Linked DNA regions of Mus musculus: region 2 is linked to region 1. Evidence: chromatin contacts called from public promoter capture Hi-C data. All regions are on one chromosome and are shown on one strand. The core of a region is the stretch at or near the end of the contact, and the rest is flanking DNA. Distances in the headings are between cores, read along the strand shown. Region 1 holds the start of Erf (Ets2 repressor factor). Region 2 holds the start of Coq8b (coenzyme Q8B).

The links. Promoter capture Hi-C pulls out the DNA fragments that hold promoters and counts their contacts.
Region 2: a promoter capture Hi-C map of cranial neural crest shows a contact between it and region 1. The contact joins the promoter of Coq8b here to the promoter of Erf in region 1. A contact is called at or near these places in 1 of 39 promoter capture datasets (cranial neural crest) and 1 of 9 other capture datasets (adipose tissue).

The regions. Positions count from the first base shown.
Region 1 is chr7:25,248,506-25,254,768 of GRCm38.p6, forward strand. It overlaps Erf (Ets2 repressor factor), which reads right to left and starts at 2,253. Exons shown (of 4, transcript NM_010155.3): 1 at 2,074-2,253. The coding sequence starts at 2,095.
Region 2 is chr7:27,230,668-27,236,930 of GRCm38.p6, forward strand. Coq8b (coenzyme Q8B) reads left to right here and starts at 2,346. Exons shown (of 15, transcript NM_133770.2): 1 at 2,346-2,506; 2 at 2,798-2,905; 3 at 3,035-3,154; 4 at 3,274-3,340. The coding sequence starts at 2,801.

The DNA of each region.
Region 1 (6,263 bases), core at 1,003-3,502:
AGGCCTTGGAGCCAGGAGCCAGGCACGGGCAAGGAGACCATGTGTGTGTTGTATACGGGTCCACGTGCTTAAATCACGGAAACACCAGCTCTGCAGCAAGAAAGCTTGAGGGTGCAAGACCTCTCGAGCATGGGGGTCCAGTGAGGCTTTAAGAAAGCAGCTGCACTGAGAGAAGGGCTCCAGAAACGCAGACAGGGTGTAGAGGTAGCTGCAGACAGGAAGGACATGATGGCTGGGTCCCAGAAGGCACACCTGGATATCCCAGACTGTGCAAGCCTGGGTCGGGACATAAGTTCTGGGAAACAATCCCCAACTTAACATGACTGCCTAAACTTTTTATGGGAATATAGGGGTCAGATTGGGGGGGGGGGGTTTGAGGAAAAATACATCTGCCTCCCGGGGGGCCTCAACACCTCCCCCACTCCAGGCAGACCTCGATGGCGCCAGAGCCGGGAAGAAAACAGGAAGTGGGAAACAGCCACGGCGGAGCAGAAAAACGCCGGGATGGAGGATCGGATGGAAGGGCTAGCAGTGGCCAGCAGTCGGAGAAACAGACCGACCTCGAGGCCGTTCTGGTCTCTCGCCTTCCCTTGAGAATCTACACATGACTGGGACCCCAGACAGGGTTGCAGTGGCCCTACAGGTTCCGTCAAGCCAAGGCCCGTAACATAGAGGGAAGACAAGGCGGGGTTGTCTGGGCGCCTTGGTCCCCTCCCCGGTGAGGCGAGGCTCCTGCTGCCCCCAGGGCCCGGCAGCTCACGAGCCTGTGGGAGTCGGGGAGTGGGGAGTAAGTGGGACGCACGTGACTGACCCTATGGCACTGCACACCCCTACCCCACTCCCGACCCCCTTCCTTGGCCCCAATCCCCTGGCGCCGGAGCCCTGCTCCGAGCCCTTTAAGAGCCGCCCCCACCCGCCGAGCAGGGAGGTGGGGTGGGTGGGCCGGTCGGGGCACACACCCGCACATAGGAGCCGGAGCCGCGGCCGCCGCCGGGGGAAGGAAACAAGTTTGAACAGCGGCGCCCGGCCCCCTTCCCCCTCCCCTCGTCCCCGCCCCGGGCCGGATTCCGACGGGGCAGACGGGCAGGGGGCGGCGAGGCCCCCTCCCCCCGCGCGCCCGGGCGCAAAGTCCAGCCTGTGCGAGCCCGGGGGCGGCGGGGGAGGGGAAGGGGGAAAGTCCGAGTGGGAGGGGGGGTTAATCCTGCTGCCCCCCGCCCGGCGATGGGGGGGGAGGGGAATCCTGGCCCCTTAAGGAGGAGCAACTTGGCGGGGAAGAGAGGGGCGGAGGGAAAAGACGGCCCGCTGAAAGAAGCGCAGGATCGGGGAGGGGGAAGGACGAAGGGAGAGCCTCTGCATTCCCCCCCCCCCCCCCATCTTTCCCACCCTCCTCAACTCCCAGCCTCCGCCCGCGCCGGAGGAGGGTACCCAAGTCTCCCCTGAGCCACCTTAAAGCCGCGCGTTCTAAGGTCGGAAACAAAAAGTTCCTTTTTCGAACGTTCGGGCTGCGCTTTGGAACTTTGCGACTCAGTCCGGGCGGGGGAGCGAGGAGACGGACGGGGGAGGGGCGGTGCAGCCCGGACCCCGAGTCCCGTGTTCCCCTCTCACGCCCAGCTCCAGGCCATCCCGTATCCCGCTCACCGGGTGCTGGGCACGCGCTGCCGTGAAGGTCACGGGCCGGACCGCGCAGCGCAGAACCGAGCATAGCGGGTCCCTGTACAGAACCCCCACCTCGCACCGCACACGTCCCGGCCCCCGGAGTGCAACGTGACAGAACGACAGGGAGGGGACTCTGCCACCCCAGTGATCCCGGGAGAACCCAGGTTGCCGAGTCCGGGAAGGGAAAGCCCAGCACCCGCAGCACCCATACCATTCCGAAAGGATCCACAGAATTGGGGCTCCCAGGCAGCACCCCAGCTCGCGCCTCTAGAAGCAACAGGTCTCGAGTGCTTGGGGGTCCCCAAGAACTGGGTATCAATCGGGCTCCCCAGAACCCCTTCAGCCCCCACCCAAAGTTTTCCCTCCCGGTTTCCCGGGGCAACAAGTCTCCCCCACACGTGCTGCCCCCGCCCCCACCTGTGTCCGCCGGGGTCTTCATGCTGGGGGGCCCGGGGCAAGGCGCCCCAACTCCGGGCCGCTGCTCCTGGCGCCCGCGTTGCCCCGTCCCGTCCCGCGCCCGTTGGGACGCCCTCGCCGCCGCACCCGGCCTCGCCTCTCAGAGCCTCTCCCCTCCCCGCCGCCGCCTCCCGGGTTAATATCGCACTCCGGGGCCGGGACGCCCACGCCCCCCGGCCGGCGACGTCACCGCCGCGTCGCCATGGAGACACTGTGCCCGCCCCCTCCCGCGCACTCACACACGCTTGCCGGCGCGCAGCCACTGAGGACCGGCCGGCTCTTGGCTTAAAGGGGCCGCGCGGCGGGGGGGGGGGGGGGGGGAGGAAGGGCAGGGAGGGGCTGGGGAGGTCCTGGGGGTCACGACCCTTCTTGGAGGCTCTAAGTCAGAAGAACTTAAGTCTTCAGCACTCAGTACCTGCTGCCTCTCTTCTGCCCTTTCCTGGCTCCAGAGTTTCTTTTGGGACCTTTTTGGAGGAAAGGAATTATATGAAGGGGGACGATCAGAAATTTTTGTGGGGAAGGGGCAGAGTCTTCTCCGCAGGGGGGCGGAGTCTGGATCTTGGAGGATGATCAAGAGCACAGCCATTTCCCAGCCTGAGTTTACCCAACCCCCTCAACCCCGAGCCTGAAAGAGGGCAGCTGTCCAGGGGTGGGGTGGAATGGGTGGGAAACATTTCCCAGCATCGGAAATGGGGAGGCGGCTGTACCCTCGACTCCTGTGGAGATGGGGTCTTGGCCTTCCTGATAGACCCAGTCCAGCTGGGGAGGAAGTGACCAGAATGCATTCGGGAGCCCCCACAATCACCACTGTCCCTTAGGCTGCAGCTGTCCTGGGAACGCGGCCGGAGGTACCCCCACCTCCACACTGGAGCAGGGGGTTCCGGAGATAGTGCCAGGATGCTGGGGGCGACCCAAGTCTGAACAAATGTGCTCCGGAGGAGCATTGGGGGTCGCCAGGAGAGAGGAAGACAGGGCTTAAGACCAAAGGCCCGAGCGTAGGGGAAGTGTTAAGTCTGTGTTCGCTGCAGCAGATAGGAGGAATGGATGGAGCCTGAGGCTCGGGAAACAGGAAATCGGGGTACCGATCGGATGCAGGTAGGCAGCCTGCTACTGGGTAGAGGGGAAGCAGAGCTATATTCTCATAAACTAAACCTAAACAGTCTCAGGGAAATAATGAAAAATAAACCAACCGGAGTTACCAAAGGAAGAGATAGGGGACTAGGAGACTGAAAAGATGATGAATCAGAGCCGTGAGATGCGGCAAGCAAGAGGGAAGGCCTATCTGGCTCAGGCTATAGGTGCTTAAGGCTTCAAACCCAAACTTCTCCGTTGTTGGGTTCCTATTCAGCCTTTAAACCAGCTCACGGGTGCTAGAGAGAAGTCTCATGCCTCCTCCTTAGGGAGACCATGGCCTCCAGGGAAGTGTCACCCCTTTGGGAATTATGTAACCTTGCCTACGGACAGTGCAGCTCCCCACGGATATTGTAACCCTCTGGGAGCAGCGTGGTCCAGCAATAATCATCATTGTTACAATAACAGCTCTCAATTCTTAGTGCTCACGATGTGCCAGGCTGGGAGCCAAGCATTGTCTGTAACATCTTCATACTCATAAAATCCCAATGAGGGGCCTGCTATTGTAACCCCTACCACAGATTAAGAACCAAAGGCTCTTTCTTACAGGGGAAATTAATCTGCCAAAGTCCTATAGCAAGGAAGTGCTGGGATCAGTATTCAAGGCCTGATCTGTACAATTCCAGTTTTGCCATTGTACTTCACTGTTTAAAATAGATCCGTAACACACCCCATGTCCCCATTTCCTGACAACAAAAACAGACTTGAGTGGCAACCCTACTTCTCCTACCCACTCTCTTACCTAAAACAACGGAAATCACCTCTTTAAGCCTCGTCTGTAAAAATGGGGCTATTTTTTAGGCCCTGAAAGATAAAAGATTATTATTAAAAACTGGGTTGTGGTATAAATGTACAGTAATAGCCAGGTGATGGTGGCGCACGCCTTTAATCCTAGCACTTGGGAGACAGAGGCAGGCGAATTTCTGAGTTCGAGGCCAGCCTGGTCTACAGAGTGAGTTCCAGGACAGCCGGGGCTACACAGAGGAACCCTGTCTCCAAAAACAAAAACAAAACTAACTAAATAAATGTACAGTAATAATTGGGATGGGGTAATAGCTCAGTATCTTTGGCATGCTTGGGAGTCCCTGTTACACTGCCAGCACCAATAATTAATTAAATAAAGCTATGCACACTAGCTCACTCCTGTAATCTCAGCTCTCATGCTGAAACCAGAGGACCGGTCCATTTTAGAGCCAGCCTGGGCTACATGAGAGTTCAAGGCTAGCCTGTGCTAAAACATGAATCACTGTCTCAAGAAACCAAAATAGGGAGGGTAGAGAGGTGGCTCAGCAGTTAAGAGCACCTCTTGCAGACAACCCTAGTCAGTTCATAAGACAGTATTTTAGGCAGCTCACAACTACCTGTACCTCCCACTCTTGCCAAATCCAATACACTCACCTATCTTCAGCTGACATTCACATTCACACACACACACACACACACACACACACACACGCATACACATTTTTTTTTCTTTTCTTTCTTTTTTCTTTTTTTCAAGACAGGGTTTCTATATATAGTCCTGGCTGTCCTGGAACTCATTTTGTAGACCAGCCTGGCCTCGAACTCACAAATCCACCTGCCTCTGCCTCCCAAGTGCTGGGATCAAAGGCGTGCGCCACCACCGCCTGGCACATTTTTTTTTAATTGGGTATTTTTTTTTTAAATCTTGTCTTCTTGATTTATTCTTCTAGCTGGTCTAGAACTCACTATGTAGAACAAACTGACTTCAAACTCACAACAATCTGGCTGCCTCTGCCTCCTGAGTACGGCTGACATTAAAGGCAGCTAAATATTTTATTTATTATCTATTTATTTATTTATTTATTTATTTATTTATCTGAGACAGGGTTACTCTGTATAGCCTTGGCTATCTTAGTACTCACTGTGTAGACCAAGCTAGTCTCAAAATCAGAGATCTACCTGCCTGTACCTCAAGAGTGCTGGGATTAAAGGTGTTCTCCACCACTGCCCAGCTCAAAATATTTTTTAAAATAACAAAATAAATATACAAATAAAATTTAATTTATAGTGGTAATAAATATAAAGAATAAAAACATGTATATACATGCTTTATATACATGCAAATATATATATATATATATATATATATATATATATATATATATATATATATATATATGCAGAGTGACCATCGACCTCATTGATGTGAGCACCCTATGCCTTACAGACACACAGAAACAGATGTCACTGGCTCTGTGAAATTGATGATGTATCCTGGAAACCCTGGTGTCTGGGTGGCTGAGACAGAGTATCCTAAGTTTAAAGCCACTTTGGAATATATAGCAAGACCCTGTCTCAATCAAACAAAAAGGTGGGTATTGATTAACCACCATGCCCATTGTTGCACTCTTGCAATGCACTAAGTTAAGTCCTTTTAAAAATAACTATTATTATTATTATTATTACTATTATTTTCTATGTACTGTGTATGTTGACTGCATGAATGTCTGCGTATCACATGTGGCCTGGTGCCCAAAAGATCAGAAGAGGGTGTCAGATACCCTAAACCTAAATCCAGTCAAGGATGGTTGAGAGTTGAACGCTGCCCTGTGGTTGCTGGGAATTAAACCTGAGTCCTCTGGAAGAGCAGCCTTTGCTCTGAACCCTCAAGCCATCTCTCCAGCTTCAAAAAGTACTGCTGGAGTAAAAGGGGTCCAGGCCATGCTAAAGATGTAGCTCAGATACTCTAGTGCTTACCTCTCATGCAAGAAGTCCTGACCCAAGGGAAACAGGAAATGCATCCACGTGCAATTCCTGCACATGGGAAGTGAAGGCTGGAGGATTGGAAGATCAAGGTCATCTTTAGGTAGATAAGTGATTTGAGACCAACCCAGCCGATCTTGTAGTCACATCTATGCATACAGACAAAAACTGCAGATGTAATCTGAGTTCTTGGAAGGCTGAAAGCTGGAGTTTAGGGCTAGCCTCTCCTACAAAGCAAGCGGAATTCTTTCAAGTCCAGCCTGAATTGCAGGAGACCTTCTCCCAAAAGTAAA
Region 2 (6,263 bases), core at 1,096-3,595, 2.0 Mb after region 1:
TTTTTTGTTTTTTCGAGACAGGGTTTCTCTGTATAGCCCTGGCTGTCCTGGAGCTCACTTTGTAGACCAGGCTGGCCTCAAACTCAGAAATCCGCCTGCCTCTGCCTCCCGAGTGCTGGGATTAAAGGCGTGCGCCACCATGCCTGGCAGGGTCTTAGATTTTTAAATAAATAAATGAAGATGATTTCATGTCTAGAGGACTTATGTTCTAGGCTCTGACACTAGATCATTACCTCAAGGTTGGTTGGTTCTTTAATTACTTATGTGTACATGTGTGCCTGTGCAGGTGCATTCAGGTGCCTTTGGCGACCAGCAGGGGGCATCAGATCTGGAGTTGAGCTTACAGGTAATTGAAGCTACCTGGACACTAGGAACTGAACTCGGATCCTTTGGAAGAAAAGCAAGCATTCTTAACTGCTGAGCCCCAACTCCAGCACCTTGGGGGTTTGTGTGTGTGTGTGTGTGTGTGTGTGTGTGTGTGTGTGTGTGTGTGTGTGTGTGTGTGATAGACTTTCCCTGTATTCTTGGCTGTCCTGGAACTCACAGAGATCCTCCTGCCTCTGTCTCCTGAGTGCTGGGATTAAAGGCCTGTGCCATCACCACCTGATACCTCTTGTTTTCTAATGCCGAGGCTCACACATGCTGTATCACTGACATATACCTGCAGCTCCATGCTTTCCTCTTATTTATTTTGAGGTAGGGTCTCAAGTAGCCCAGTCTAGCCTCAAAACCAAGGATAGCCTTAAATTCTTGCTTTCCCCGCCTCTTTCTTCCAAATGCAGGGATTATAGACATGCACCACCATGGCTGCCTTCATGATCCCAGTGTACCAGGGAGAGCTTTGAGTTCAAGTTCTACCCTTTCCTTGCCCTTGTTTATGTCATCTGCAATGAACTCAGATACATGGAGTTTGTGGTGCGAGGCCACTGTGAGCAGTGGCCCTGTGGGATTATCCACTGAGGTGATTTTTCAGCCTGTCCCTTATGGCAAGCAGCCTGCAGCTCCTGAGTCAGACCCTCACCTTTGGAAGAGGACTGGAGGTGCTTTCAATCTTGAAATTGAGTCACCCATTGGAGGGACATTGGGCACAGGCCCAAGGTTTCAGGATGAGTCATCTCTTCATAGGCTAATAAGAAGTCAGATACGGGAACCCACCTCAGACATCATACAAGTTAGAGAACATGAGGTCCAGAGAAGGAGGAGGGCTCTTCTGAGGTCACACAGTAAAGGGACAGACTTTCCCAACAAAGGGGGTGGGGCTAGACAGCGACAGTAGGGTGCCGTGAGGAACACATCTCTTCAATTGTGGGAAAGATGTCCCAGCCACCAGCTGTTTCTATTCCAGACAGCAAGAGGAGTGAGTCAATTTTCTCTCATGCCAAGGCTCCTGACTCAGCGCTGGGAATCTTGACTGAGTGTGTTCTGGGAAATGTCAGGCCTTAAGGAAGCAGGGTTCCCACTGAGGGCCATCTCCTAAGTAGGCAGAGTGGAGAGTAGACTGCAGGAGGGAACACCGGCACAGTATGCCGCCAAGGGGAGTCATGGTGAAGGCAGAGAAGAGTTCCTAAGCAAGGCAGTGGATTTATATGTGCCAGGAAGGAGGCTGGGTGCCAGGACGTGGGTGTTGGTACAAAGTGGAGAGGCTCCATGTGCAAGGGAAATGTTTGCTTGGAAGAATATGTGTTTAAAGATTTCTGGGGTTGGGGCTGGCGAGATGGCTCAGCGGGTAAGAGCACTGACTGCTCTTCCAGAGGTCCTGAGTTCAATTCCCAGCATCCACATGGTGGCTCGCAACCATCTGTAATGGGATCTGATGCCCTTTTCTGGGGTGTCTGAAGACAGCTACACTGTACTTACATATAATAAATAAATAAATCTTAAAAAAAAAAAGATTTCTAGGGTTGTGGCTCAGTGGTCAAGAATCGTCCCTGGAATGCACAAGGCCCTGGATTCGTGCATCCGTGGTGGCAGGGGTTGGGGGAGGATGTCCAAATACATAGGATAGATTTTGAGCTTGGCAGGCGGAAATGTAAGTGGATATAATGGTTCAGACCTGCAATTTCAGCAGGTGGGAAGTGGACGCAAGAAGAGAGAGACAGAGAGAGAGACAGAGAGACAGAGACAAAGAGGGACAGAGAGGGACAAAGGAGGGTAGAAGAATTCTGTCAAGAAGGACCATTGGTCAGTACAATGAGCTCACGTGCGCACCGACTAACACAGAAGACCCACAGAGCCTTAGCCTAGGTTCCACCCCTTGCCACGCCTCCTCAGCGGGGTGAGTTTTTGCAAACGTCGGCGAGCTGCTGTGCTACCATTGGCTAGCTGATCAAAGGGGGCGGGTGTGCGGACGTTCCCGGAAGCTTAAGAGGCCCAGCGGGTGCTAGACCTGGAGCCTAAACCTGGTGGACTGGGTGCTTAGCAACGGGGGAGGTGCCCCGTAACGGGGTCGTAACGGGGTGTCTAGGCAGGGGGCAGCACAGGAATTGTGAATGCTTAACAGCCCAGGGTAAGGCGATGCCTAGCAACGAAAGGGGCGCTGAGAAGTAGAGAGTTGTCCTGGCGGCTCTGTGGACGTCTAGCAACGGGAGAGAACCTTAGCAACAGCGAGGAGTTTTGTGGGGATTGGGGAGGCGCTTATGGAAAACTTGAGTTCTTAGCAACGTGGGCGGGCTGGGGGGGGGGGGGTAACTAGAAGAAACCTGGAAATAAAAGGGGAAAAGATATGGGGGTTAGGGGGGCTTTTCCAACAAGAGCGCAAAGCAGGAGGCCCAGTACTGTAATCCTTATTATTTCTTAGGCAATGTGGCTGGAGCTAGGTGCCATGCTGCGCAGGACCTGTGGACCGCTGGGCAGGGCTGTTCGTCTGCCCTGTGGGGGGGCCCTAGGACCTAGGCCCCACTGGTGGGTAAGAGGCTGAGGAGGGGGCCTCCAAGGAAAAGAGGTTGAGGGAAGGGGGGTGGGGAGTAGGTAAAATGATGTAGATGGGTCTAAAAAGGATTAGACCTTCATTCTTTTAAAATCCACTTCTCTGCAGGGGCCATGTAGGAGTTGCTTGGCCCAAAGTGTTCATCAAGACCAGCCTGGAAGAGGCCTCAGTGAAGATGACATTCGCAGGGCACGGGAGGCCCGGCTCAGGAAGGCACCCCGGCCCCAGGTATCATTGCTTCCTCTTCCCCCTCCCCCATGATAGTCTGAGGAAAGTGGCAGCAAGTCTGCAGGGCTTTTCTGCCATCTTGTCCACCTTCCCTACCTCACACCTCTCCTCTTTCTCAGCTGAGTGATCGCTCTCGTGAACGCAAGGTGCCTGCCTCCCGCATCAGTCGCTTGGCCAGCTTTGGGGGTAGGTGTGACCTCGATCAGAGAGAACATTTACAGGTGAAGCAAGGGAAAGGGTGAATCAAAGACAGGGTTAGGAGGGAGAGAGAGACAAGGAAAAACAGAACGTAGACCTTACTGTTTATTGAGAACCTGATGTGAGCAAGGTCTTGTAGGCTAGGCCTGTGTTTATTTCTTCTATTGATGGAGGAGTGGGGGCTGAGAGGTGAGGTGGCAGGACTTTAGGTTCCGCAGCAAGATTGTTCAGACATGTATGAAACAAAAAGTAATGTGTTGCAACCAACCCTCCAAAAAGGAAAGGAGGTGGCCAGGACACCCACCTGGAATTTCAGCAGTTGGGATGTAGGTAGGAGGGAACAGGATGATCAAGGGTTCAAGGTCATTCCTGGCAACATAGAGAGTTTGAGGCCGCCTGTACTACATGAGACCCTGTTTAAAGGAGAGAAAGGTAAAGAAGGGAGAGAGAAAGAGGGAAAGGGCCATTGTAATCCCTGTTCTTGAGAAGCTAACACCGAGAGATTGAAAAGCCAAGCCTGGGAGTGCATGGCTGGAGGCTCAGCTGCCTGCTCGGTTACTACTGTAGGACTGCTTGCACTCACAAATTCAAGACCAGCCTGGCATCACAGACCTTGTCTAGGGAAGAAGGAAAAAGAGAGAGAGGAAAGAAAGAAAATAGCATATAAGAAAATATAATGGGCAGTGGTGGCACACGCCTTTAATCCCAGCACTTGGGAGGCAGAGGCAGGCAGATTTCTGAGTTCGAGGCCAGCCTGGTCTACAAAGTGAGTTCCAGGACAGCCAGGGCTACACGGAGAAACCGTGTCTCGAACACCCACCCCCACTCCCCAAAATATAAATGTTGAATATGGATACATACGTGTTTTTGCTTGTTTGTTTTGTTTTGTTTTTCTAGACAGGGTTTCTCAGTATAGTCCTGGCTGTCCTGGAACTCACTTTGTGCTGGGATTAAAAATAAATAAAATACAAATAAAAAATAAATAATTTTTTTTTTTCGAGACAGGGTTTCTCTGTATAGTCTTGGCTGTCGTGGAACTCACTTTGTAGACCAGGCTGGCCTTGAACTCAGAAATCCGCCTCCCTCTGCCTCCCGGAGTGCTGGGATCAAAGGCATGCGCGCACCATGCCCGGCTCATACGTGTTTATACACATATGATTTGTTTGTTTTTGAAGCAGAGTCTTACCATGCAGCCCTAGCTGGTCTGCAGCTAGGCCGGCCTGGAACTCAGAGATCTGCCTGCCTCTGTCTCCCGAGTGCTGGGATTAAAGGCCTGCACCACTGCACACTCCTAACACTCCCCAGCACAAACATGCTTTTTGTGATGATATCTCCTGTAACCTGGCCTGGCCTCAAAGCCCCAATCCCGACTCCTCCTTCCAAGTGTTTGGATCAGTGTTCATACAGTTGGTGGTTGGTGTGGCCACTCCTGAACCAACAGTGTTAATGCGTTTCGTTCTCACCCCCCCCCCCCTGTGAAACCTGTTTGACAGGAAAGCTCACATCTTGCAGAAAGGGAAACTGAGGCTCAGAGAAGTTAAGTAAACTGCCCTATCATAATATCTGAACTATGGCAACAGATTTTTTTTTCTGTCAGCTTATAAAGGGAAAAAAAACCAAAAAACAAAACCAAAATGAGTTCATATGCAAGTGCAGGAAGTACAGCCCAGTGGTCAGCTCTGACTATATTTTACACATGACAGTTCATGTTGACCTTTGATTTGATGGGTCTTATGTAAAACTTTGTGGAATTTCTTAAAATTAGCAAACCTCACACAGAACAAAACAGGGTGTGTGGTCAGCACATCCTTGCTCAGAGCCAAGTCTGTGTCAATGACTGGCAGGCATGTTACAGCAACACTATGAAATAGCTGGCAAGAATGGGACAGAATGGCTGCAGCTATGCTGGAGAGGGGAGGTCAGACCATAACGAACACGTGAGACACACTGGCAGTCATACAGGAGCACACTGCATACTTGGCAAATGCCAGCTGCATGCTAGAGATGGTGACAGTGAAAGAGTCAAGGTCTGGAATGGTGGCACAGGCCTTTGATCCCAGCACTTGGGCAGAAGCAGGCAGATCTCTGTGAGTTCTAGGCCAACCTGGTCTACATAGCCAGTTTTAAGCCAGCCAGGGCTATACATGAGAGCTTGTCTCCAAAAAGTATATAAGAGGAGAGTGGAAGCAGAAGAGAAAATTAAAGGAGGGAATAAAGAGGAGGCCTGGTCAGTTATAGCAGACTTCATTGAGAGGAAGACATGGGGATGTGTGTCCTGGTCATGGAGAGAGAGGCTGAGAAGACAGAGCACAGCCAGCATTCATGAGGCCCTGGGTTCTGCTCCCAGAACCACAAGTTAAATACACATGTATAATGAATAGGAAATTAAGGGTGGGTATGGTGACATACGCCTAAAATCTCAGCACTTGAGAGGTACAGATAGGAGAATCAGGAGTTGAGGTAACACAGTGTGTTTAAGGCTAGCCTGGGCTACCTAAGCGTGTCAGAAGAAAGGAAGGTTAAGTGTGAGTCATCTCCGATAGTAGCCCCAGCTATTAGGAAAGCTTCAGCAGGGTTACAAGTTCACGGCTAACCTAAACCACATAGCCAGTTCCAGGCCAGGCTGGCCAACTTAGTAAAACACTGTCATAATTATTGTTATTTTTTTTTAATGTTAGTTTTTACATTGTTCTTTTTTTTCTTTTAAGTTTTATTTATTTATTATATGTAAGTACACTGTAGCTGTCTTCAGACACACCAGAAGAGGGTATCAGATTTCGTTACAGGTGGTTATGAACCACCATGTGGTTGCTGGGAATTGACTCAGGACCTCTGGAAGAGCAACCAGTGCTGCTCTTAACTGCTGAGCCTCCTCTCCAGTCCCCATTATTATTATTATTACTATTATTAT